Regions from separate parts of the Zea mays genome. Here region 1 is linked to region 2. A link is a contact called in public Hi-C data. All regions are on one chromosome and are shown on one strand. Each heading gives the region's core, a stretch centred on a gene start, on an enhancer-like site or on the middle of the called end of the contact. The rest is flanking DNA. Distances are from core to core; before and after follow the strand shown. Region 1 holds the start of LOC100284042. Region 2 holds the start of LOC103647392 (mitogen-activated protein kinase kinase kinase NPK1).

Evidence for each region. A called contact is a pair of places that touch in the nucleus more often than the background predicts.
Region 1: a contact with region 2 is called in a Hi-C map of ear, with 2.4 times the contacts expected there. The contact joins the promoter of LOC100284042 here to the promoter of LOC103647392 in region 2. A contact is called at or near these places in 4 of 25 Hi-C or Micro-C datasets (ear, endosperm, leaf and 1 more).

What each region holds. Positions count from the first base shown.
Region 1 is chr2:183,511,225-183,515,740 of Zm-B73-REFERENCE-NAM-5.0, forward strand. It overlaps LOC100284042, which reads left to right and starts at 2,232. Exons shown (of 5, transcript NM_001156940.2): 1 at 2,232-2,671; 2 at 2,772-3,114; 3 at 3,240-3,308. The coding sequence starts at 2,599.
Region 2 is chr2:183,262,533-183,267,410 of Zm-B73-REFERENCE-NAM-5.0, forward strand. LOC103647392 (mitogen-activated protein kinase kinase kinase NPK1) reads right to left here and starts at 2,218. Exons shown (of 17, transcript XM_008671934.4): 1 at 1,611-2,218; 2 at 1,465-1,506; 3 at 1,303-1,368; 4 at 1,117-1,227; 5 at 953-1,033; 6 at 774-851. The coding sequence starts at 2,018.

The DNA of each region.
Region 1 (4,516 bases), core at 982-3,481, 250 kb after region 2:
CTTCTTCATCCTAGCCATAGATCCATAAGCCATCTACTTGACCTTCACCTTCACTTGGTCCCTCGAAGCCCTTTCCTTGTCGTCTTCACCCTATCAGAATATCTCCAAGTCACATTACATTGAAAACCAACTTGATCAATGTCCAATTCTTTTCTTCATATCTTTCTTCCACCAAAGATCACTCAACATTTTGTGACTTCTCTTCAGCTTGATTAGTCTCTCGACCAAATGCATGTACTTTAATGTTTATAACATGACAAATGTAAATCATAGTCATAAACACTTTCTTGCACTTGATATCAAGTTGAAAAGATTATTATGATATTTTACACTTGATATCACTTGGTGTTGGGTAAGACAAGAATTTGGGATAAAATTTAGACTTTAGAACCTATATTAAAGCAGTAGCTTTGAGCTCTGGCTCTCCAAGAAATCCGATTCTCGAGATCAGGACACCCACCATGCATAATGTCTTCGTGAACCGCTCATGCGATGCTAGGTGAATCACGAACCCTGTGTTAGGAAATTGAGGAACTTTAGGTCATGTGACGTGAGACCATGTAATGTAACTAGCTTATATCACGTACCCTATGTCAAAAGATGGATGAATTGGTTGAGTCTCTTGATGAACACGCTCATGATGGTGAACACTACAACACATGACGACGCGGAATTAGGACATTGACCAACGATGGCACGATGACATCGATTTATTTCTTAGATCTACACCGATTTGTTTCTCAACCTAAGTTATATGGTATGTGATATACTTAGTGCATACTTGATACTTGGGGCTGGGGCCAATATCTTCGGGGGCTAGGGCGACTGCTCCCTTGCCCCTCAATAGGGTCAACCATGTGTATGGTAAACAATAATTTTAACGTGCACATGCAAATATAGGAATGAAAGGAATTATATGCCAACTAACTTTGCAAGATACTAAGTCTAGTTACCTAACATGGGTAGGGAAATTTGGGTCCATAAATTCTACTAACCCACTTGACAATGACATGATCCAATGCGAGTCTCTACAATTCCCAAACTACGGGACTTCTCACTCCCCCTTTGAGATCCAAACTAAATAGATCAAAGATGCCCGAGAGGGAGAGTGAATTGCGTTTTTAATTTTATTGTTGTTGGAACCTGCCCTTCACGACAGGTTGATCCAACGGGAATTTAGGGAGAGAGTTTGCAAAGCTTAACACAGATGTCAAAAACCTTGTTCATCTCCCTGTACATGGGCACAATACAGGGGTATTTATAGGTACTCGAGGGGCCACTTGTCCCTGTCAAAGACATTTTAGACCCTCGAGTACCTGGTTTATCCCCGAAATATTCCCACGAGAGGAGGTTACAGACAGTCATTACGATAAACTTTATTACAGACACGACCCTAATCGCACATGCCCATGCGGGGCCCAACTCTGTGGGCCGAACCGCACATAGGCCTCTCTCTGTGGCGAGGGAGTGGGAGGTCCCGTAGACTTCGACGGGGCCTTCGTCTTGTCACGTGAGAGCGAAGGGGGTCGAACCGGCCTTCATCCGGTAGCGCCCTTGGCCTGTCCTAGCGGGTTTTTGTGGATCCAGCCTTCGCCTGCGCAAGGCAGGGACGAAGTCGTCGAGCGAAGGGTGGCGTGTTCGCCTTTGTCCCAACAATTACACAAATTAAAACTAATAACAAATTAAAACTAATAACAAGCCCAACTTTACCCCTTGCGCCTAGAAGTGTATTTTATCTATTGACCAAAGATTTGCACCCCAAGTTCCAATATTATACTAGCATTGAAAAATCTAGTAAAGTAAATACTTGAATATACTTGCTCAAGTGAAATGCTTGACGTAAAGAAAGGATTAGGAATGTTATAAAAATAGAATGTACTATAAAAATATATGATGCGAGTAATCTAATACCACAAGTATTAGTATTTTTTTATCTATACTTGGTTAAAGTTAAATTTCTTTAATTCCTCGAAATACAAGATGAATACTTGTTTTAGGATGGAGGGGATATTTTTATTTTGACAATCTCGACTATGAATGCATCTCTATGTTTTGTTAAGAGATAAAATTAAAATGACAGTTATTTTCGAATAAACCTTAAATTTTAGAGTATTGGAAGAGAATACGGCAACCTGCTGCAGTCGCCGCAGCTTAAAAGCTGCCGCGAGCAGCCAAAACTATTCACCGACATTTCGGCGCAGAAAAAGGATGCCACCCAACACCCATCAATCAAATTCTCGAAGATAACGACCAAGAGATTAAAAAAGTATCTTCATGGGTTCGCTCTCACAGCCCACGCAGGAGGCACCGAACATTCTAGCCCTCTGTGGTGTCAACGGCAAGGCAAAGCGAAGCCATCAAGTTCGCCGTCCAAACCAGCAGCAGCCTCCATCGGACGGCAGAGAGCAGCCGCTCGCCACTTGGATTCAAACGCCCCGTCACTCTAATCGCGTAGAAACTACCAAATTACCCCTAGCCCCCTCCCTCAGTCTCCCTGCAGCTGCTCCGTCGGAACGGACAACCGCGGCCATCCCCCAGCCCCCCCTCTTGCTGCACACTCGCACTGCTAGGGTTCGCTCGCAATCCAGCCTCTACGCCATGGCGAAGACAAAGCAAGGGAAGCGGGACGTCGACGCCTACACCATCAAGGGCACCAACAAGGTGGTCCGAGGTAAGCCCTTGCCCGGCCGTGCTCTTGGTCGACGCCGTCGCGTGCTCTGGTCTAAGGTTTGAGCTTTGACGGCTCTGGCTGCTGTGCGTGAACCGTGAAGTGGGGGACTGCGTGCTGATGCGGCCGGCGGACACGGACAAGCCGCCGTACGTGGCGCGGGTGGAGCGGATGGAGTCGGACGGGCGCGGCGGCGTGCGGGTGAGGGTGCGCTGGTACTACCGCCCGGAGGAGGCCAAGGGCGGCCGCCGCCCGTTCCACGGCTCCAAGGAGCTCTTCCTCTCCGACCACTTGGACACGCAGAGCGCGCACACCATTGAGGGCAAGTGCATCGTTCACTCCTTCAAGAGCTACACCAAGCTCGACAACGTCGGCCCGGAGGACTTCTACTGCCGATTTGACTACAAGGCCGCCACCGGTGCATTCACCCCCGACCGTGTCGCCGTGTAACGAGCTCTTCCTTTTCTTTAGCCTTTTCTTTTTGTCATGTGGTGCTCATTAGTTCGTATTGTCTCTTTGCTTCTGATGTAATGTGGGATTGCTTGTCTTATGGCATCGTTTGTATGTGAAGGTATTGCAAGTGTGAGATGCCGTACAACCCAGACGACCTCATGGTGCAGTGTGAAGGCTGCAAGGACTGGTAAAATCCTGTAAAAATTTCACATTTTCTCCCAATAATGCATGCTTTGAAAGGGATATATTTTGTAAATCACTGTGAAATAGCTCCACATCCCCCTCTCTCAACAATGCATGTCTTGAAATGGTGCATATGTGGTGGTTATATGTTCCGCCTTTTGTGGAGATGTTGTATTTTTCTGCTCTCTGGCTCTATGTCTACTTTGTCATGCGGAATGAACTAACTAGTTTATCTTGCGTTTATTTAGTTTCCTTGTGACTGAGGGGCAAAGCATTAAACATCTGGAGTATCTACTTTGGTCAGGATTAAGACTAAACATTGATGGATGAGCATGAGGTTTCTTGAGCCTTATGCTCCTGTGTTTGCTTGGTCCTTATACAAGATATATATGGTATTCAATACTGACTAGTATTGCTTACACAGTCTTTATATATATATATATATATATATATATATATATATATATATATATATATTTTCAAGGGCTATTTAAACACATATCATCAAAGAAAGGACTGGTTTTCTGCAATTTTTTGTAGCATTTGTCTGTTTTAGTATACCTGTTGCACATTGGCTTTTCTTGCTTGACAAGCAGCTATCTAGTTATATGGACCTGATTGTGGTACATGCAATTCCCCTGGAATACTATGAAATTAATATAGAATTGGATTAGAATTTAAAACAGATGGTGCAAACCATTGTTTCTAGGATTTGCATGATCTGACATTTCATTCTTTTTCTATATACAAAGCAGCTTTTAAGATGTTTCATCTACATGAATATGATTGCTATTGCCTAAAAAAAAGAATATGATTGCTTAAGAGAACATTTGGACATCATGGAGGAGTTATTTGGAACCGTGATATCGCCAACACCGGGCTTCTGAAAATTAGTATCCCGAACAGAGCAATTGGAATTGTAGTATTATAATCCGTTGAACTTCGGAATTGTAGTATCTGAGTCGGTTTTAGCCCAGTAATCCTTATTGTTACGACAGTTCGTTTCTTGCAACGGATCCACGAGCGCAAAATCTCCAGAGCGCGAGAGTTCTCCACGACCGTGCAGGAGCGGCGGCGGCGCTCGACGTGTGGACGTCCGAGCCGACGGCCGTGCAGGAGCGACAGCTTCTCGTCGTCGTCCGCCACCGCTGCCGCGGCTCCCTCCGTCCCGTCCGGCAAAACATCCAAGTCGGAGGCCGTGTCTCAGCTCCT
Region 2 (4,878 bases), core at 968-3,467:
AGACGCCATGCTCAGCAAATAAGTGTTGCAAAAATATGTATCTTGTGTTATATTTGTGACCCCAGAATGATGATAAACGTGATAGACTAGGGGTAGCACCAATTGAAGAAAAGCTTATCTAACACCGATTGAGATGGTTTGAATGTGTCCAACGGATACCTCTAGTGGCACCGGTGAGATCCTAAGATGCGATAACAATGGAAAGAGATACATTGGAAGGCTAAAATTAACATGAAAAGAGGTAGTAACATGAGATTTAAAAAGATGCGATATAACCAAAGATTTAGCCTTTAATAGAAGTGCATGAAAAACATATATCCATGTGCCATGGTTTTCATTGAGTTTCAACTCTAGTCTACTTCAACTTACATAAGATTATAAAGCTTTGTTGTTATTGTTGTTGTGTCTTAGCGTTGTCACTACAAGAATAGAAGTTATGAGCACCCGCACTTTGTTTTGTAAGCTTCAGTACAGGCCTACAGATTAGATTTTAGTCCTACAATATTCTAGAATTTTTCATGTTTGCTTCGTCTTTCACCACCTAGCACATGTTTTTATCTCTACCGTATTCAGTTGCAACTAATTTGCCAAAGGAAAAAAGAATAGATGACTCCCTGAATCTAGCCTGCATGGAACTTGCTCTTTCATTATTGATGAGACGGAATGCTCTAAGTTTCTCTTCTGACTAACCCAATCTTATTGCCCAAGTTTGCTAACTTCCATCAGTTACACTTGACCTTAAGGGCACACTAAGCGTATTATTTTGATCTTACCAACTTTGCAACTTGCTTAGATGCCCCAAAATCAGCAAGTTTGATGCACCCTTTATTATCAACAAGAATGTTTGCACCCTGAAATTTGGCAAAATTTTCAAGTTCATTAGAATAAGCATTGCAACAGAACAAACAAGGCCAAATATCTGCATTATATATTAAGACTTCAACGTGCATACCTTTATATCTCTATGTATTATTGCATTGCTATGCAGATACTCCAATCCTTGCAAAATTTGCTTAGTGTATTTCTTAATGACCTGATCAACAGATATAATGGATAAGTTACTCTCCACTATGAACTCACCAGGATTGCAAGTCACACAGATTGATGATTACTTACAGGCTCCGGGAATGAACCGAGCTTCCCCAAAAGTGACTGAATAGACCCTCCAGGAACAAATTCCAGCAAAATGTTTAGCGTGTCTTCCTCACGAACAGTCCCAAGATACCTCTTTTCGGACCAAACAGAGTAAGTCAAAAAACTTAGCAATTACCTAGTGAAAGCAAAAATTTTGCATCCACTCACAACGATGTTGGGGTGAGACAGGTTCTTGAGCAGTTTCACTTCTTCTTCGAGCTCTTTAATATGAGCCTAGCCACAAAAGGCACATCGCGTCAAACAAACTCACAAAAGCATCAAGACTCTAATTCCCTGATAGCGCAATTCTTTTATAAAAATGCTACTCACTTGGGCCTTCTCCCGTGTCGCGTTGCTCCTGCCGATCAAAACCTGTAATGAGTCACAGGAACAAGTTACTAGTCCGAATGCCACCAAAACATTAAACGGTAAAGACATAATAATAACAATAATCCCGCGCGTCGAACCCCCCTCACCTGTTTGACAGCGAGGAGCTCGCCCGAGTCCAGGTTCATCCCGAGGTAGACTTGCCCGAACGCACCGGCCCCGATGAGCTCCCCCTTCCGCCACCGGATCGGCGGGTTCTCCTCTCCGCCTGCGTCGTCGCCCCCACCTCCTCCGCTGCCGCCGCCCGACTCATCGGGCATCGGCGGTAGCATGCGGCGCGGCGGCGAGGGGTTTTTGGTGATGAGACCGAGCAGCCCCATCCCCCGCGACTTCCGGAGGCAAGAGCTGATCCGCACACCGATCCCCCCAGCCCCCGCGACGAATGGGCCCGCGGGGGCTTCCGGGGCTGCGGCGGCGGGCCGGAAGGAGATGGAGCGGCGCACCGAGTCAAACAAGTCGTGGAAGCCGGTTACGCCGCCGGCGTCGTCCCGTCGCATGGCTTGATTCTAGAGCTCCACGGGCGTCCTCGTCGTCGGGGAGCGGCGTCCAGCTGGATCGAATCGAGGAGGGGGCGAGTGGGAAATGGAGACGCCCGCTTTCGAGTGTCGGGTTTTGAAATTTCGGGGGTTTGCGGGGCGGCAGAAGGACGGGAATGCCCCTCGCGACCGTTAGCGAGGAGGGAGCATTCGAGAGTGGAGTGGTAGAGCGGTTCGGCTTTTAGCGTCGAAGTGTATGGAGTATGGACACATTGATTAATCGGGAGTGAACGCGTCAGAAATAGGTTCCAGCCTTCCAGGTAATCAAACAGTTGACACTTTAATAAGTTGATCTAAATCTACGAAGATTCACAAGGTACAACAGAAAATTTTGTTTAAATTATTGATTCAACCTTGTGTCAAAACTTTTATTTGAGGGTTCATTTGGAACGTAGAAATTTCACAAAACTATATATAAATTTTATACAGGTCTGTTTAATTTTATAGAAATAAACGTAGGAAGGCTTGCTCCAAAAAGGGCTCGACAGTTTCTTACACTCTCAAACCTCTTGGGACAGTCTATAGGTATATGTTGGGGCGTTGGATCATCTTGCCCTGTAGAGCAAGTTCCAACAGTATATAAGCATTATCTTTATAGATTCATGATGATGATGATAAATATTTATTTTTAAGTGTACCTATGTAAAGACAACTTGATTTAATTGATCTTAGAGCTCATGTCCTACCTTATTGTATATGAGCAACACTTAAAGCTATGGTGGAGAGGAGGTTTGGTTATGTTGCAAATGCTCAACTAATGCTTTAAATAACCTCATTGTATATGAGACATGTCATGGTGTTATATGGCTAGGTGGAGAAGACCAAGACACATGATTTAGCTATCATGGATCAGGTTGCGAGAGTGAAAGGCAAGCATAAGGCTCAAGAGTCGACTATGTGGTTGTTAGTACCATCAACCACGCCTAAATTGGTGATATAAGTGACATAAACCATAGTTATAGGGTTTGCAATAGTACGTCACAAGCAATTTATATCTCTCCATTACAACAATTAGCAATATTAAGTCGCAAGCACATGAAGACACGATTTAACTCATCCACACCACAAAGTTGTGTTTGTGCCCCCGCTGTTGAGGCGGGCACAAAGGTTAGAGTCCCTTTCAACCCTTATTTTTCCCAAGCAACCACAAAGATCTAGCTAAGATTTCCACTAGAACAAATGGATAATGCAAACTTCGTACACACCTTTTACAAGCATGAATCGTGGGCATCATCGGGCAACACCTAGTTGGCTAGGGTTCCAAGAACCCAAGAGTAATAGAATGAAAATCAAATCACCAATGAGTGCCATAGATGCTCAAGAGAAGGGTCTTACTTCTGGAGTTGAATCCAATGAGAAGCTTACTCCAATCTCACTGAAAAGAATTGAGATTTAAGAAAGAGTGAGAGAGAGTGGGGCGAGAGAGAGAGAGCTTTTCCCCAAAGTTGAAACAAGTGAAATGAGCCAAAAGGAGAGAATACAGGGGCACCATGTGTTCAAGGCATCTAACGATCACAATCAATCGTTGTCTCCCTCGCATTAGAAATTTTGACTTGAGGCTCAATTTTTTGAGGCGGACCGACCGATCCGGCATGGACCCACTAGGTCTCACTATTGTTGGTCACTTTTTCAATTGTTACATGGCAACAAAAACAAGGCAACACAAGTTAAAAAGTTTGAACCTTCGTCCACCTGTTATTTACTTCTCTGAAGTAATAACTTGAGAACAAAGGTTCATGGGAAGAAATGAGAAAGAAGTGATATCGAACGATGAAAAACACATGATTAAACATAAAAGGAGTTATATCATTGTGTGTTTCTAATTTTTTATTATCAAACAAGGGTTTATTCAAGTACCTTAGCCTTCGTGAATTTACAAAGGTAGAAGGAGAAGGAAATTACAGCTTCGTATGGAGAGAGGTAAAGCCTGCCTCGACTAAAAAATTCCCACCCAATGCTTGGCACTATTCATCTATTTATAGACACAATATACAACATTGGTGAAATTACAATTGTGACCTTAAGGCTATACATTTAGTCTATTTTACATGCCAAGGGTGAAGTTGTCCTTTCCTTCTTCTGACTTGTAGATTAAACTTCGAAAGTGTTATATGGTTCTTCTTTGCTTCGGCATACACGAGCACATGGTATTTGTTCGAAACTTCCTCTTCTTAGAAAGTGTACGTTGATAGTTCCAGTTTTAAGGCTACCTTCAGCATTAATTCTGCAACATGTGAAACAAAAAAACGTTATCGGATGAGTGTTTTGAGGACCTTCGGAGTAAGAAGGCCCCCAACAACTACTAATTGAGTTGTGCTGGATCGGCCCACGTTGCTCAGCCCCGGTCCAGGCATAGCACACCGGTATGTTGCCCGTGCTAGACCAGCCCATTAGCCCAAAGGGTTCAAACCCACGAGCTCCTAGAGCAAGGATGAGAGCACTGTACAAAGTCAACTAACCAATAGAACCAAGGTAGCGGTAGCGAATATAAATTGTATATATATATATATATTACTTTTTGTAAAATATAAAATATATAATTATGTCGGGCCAGACCGTCACTACGGGCCGAGGCAGTGGCCAAGCATGGCACGATCTTATCTTCATGCCGGACCGGTCCACGACACTATTAAATGGGTAGTGTTTCAGTCCGATCCGCCAGACACGGCCCATTTGACATCTATAGCTCCAACAAGTCCCCAAAACCCACCCTCAATAAGAGATTTCTTTCTCGGCCTCTCAAATCTTAACATCATACCCCTCAAACAATTGACACAACTCTTCTTCTCCCGTCCACTTTTTTTCTTATTGGAGATAGGAT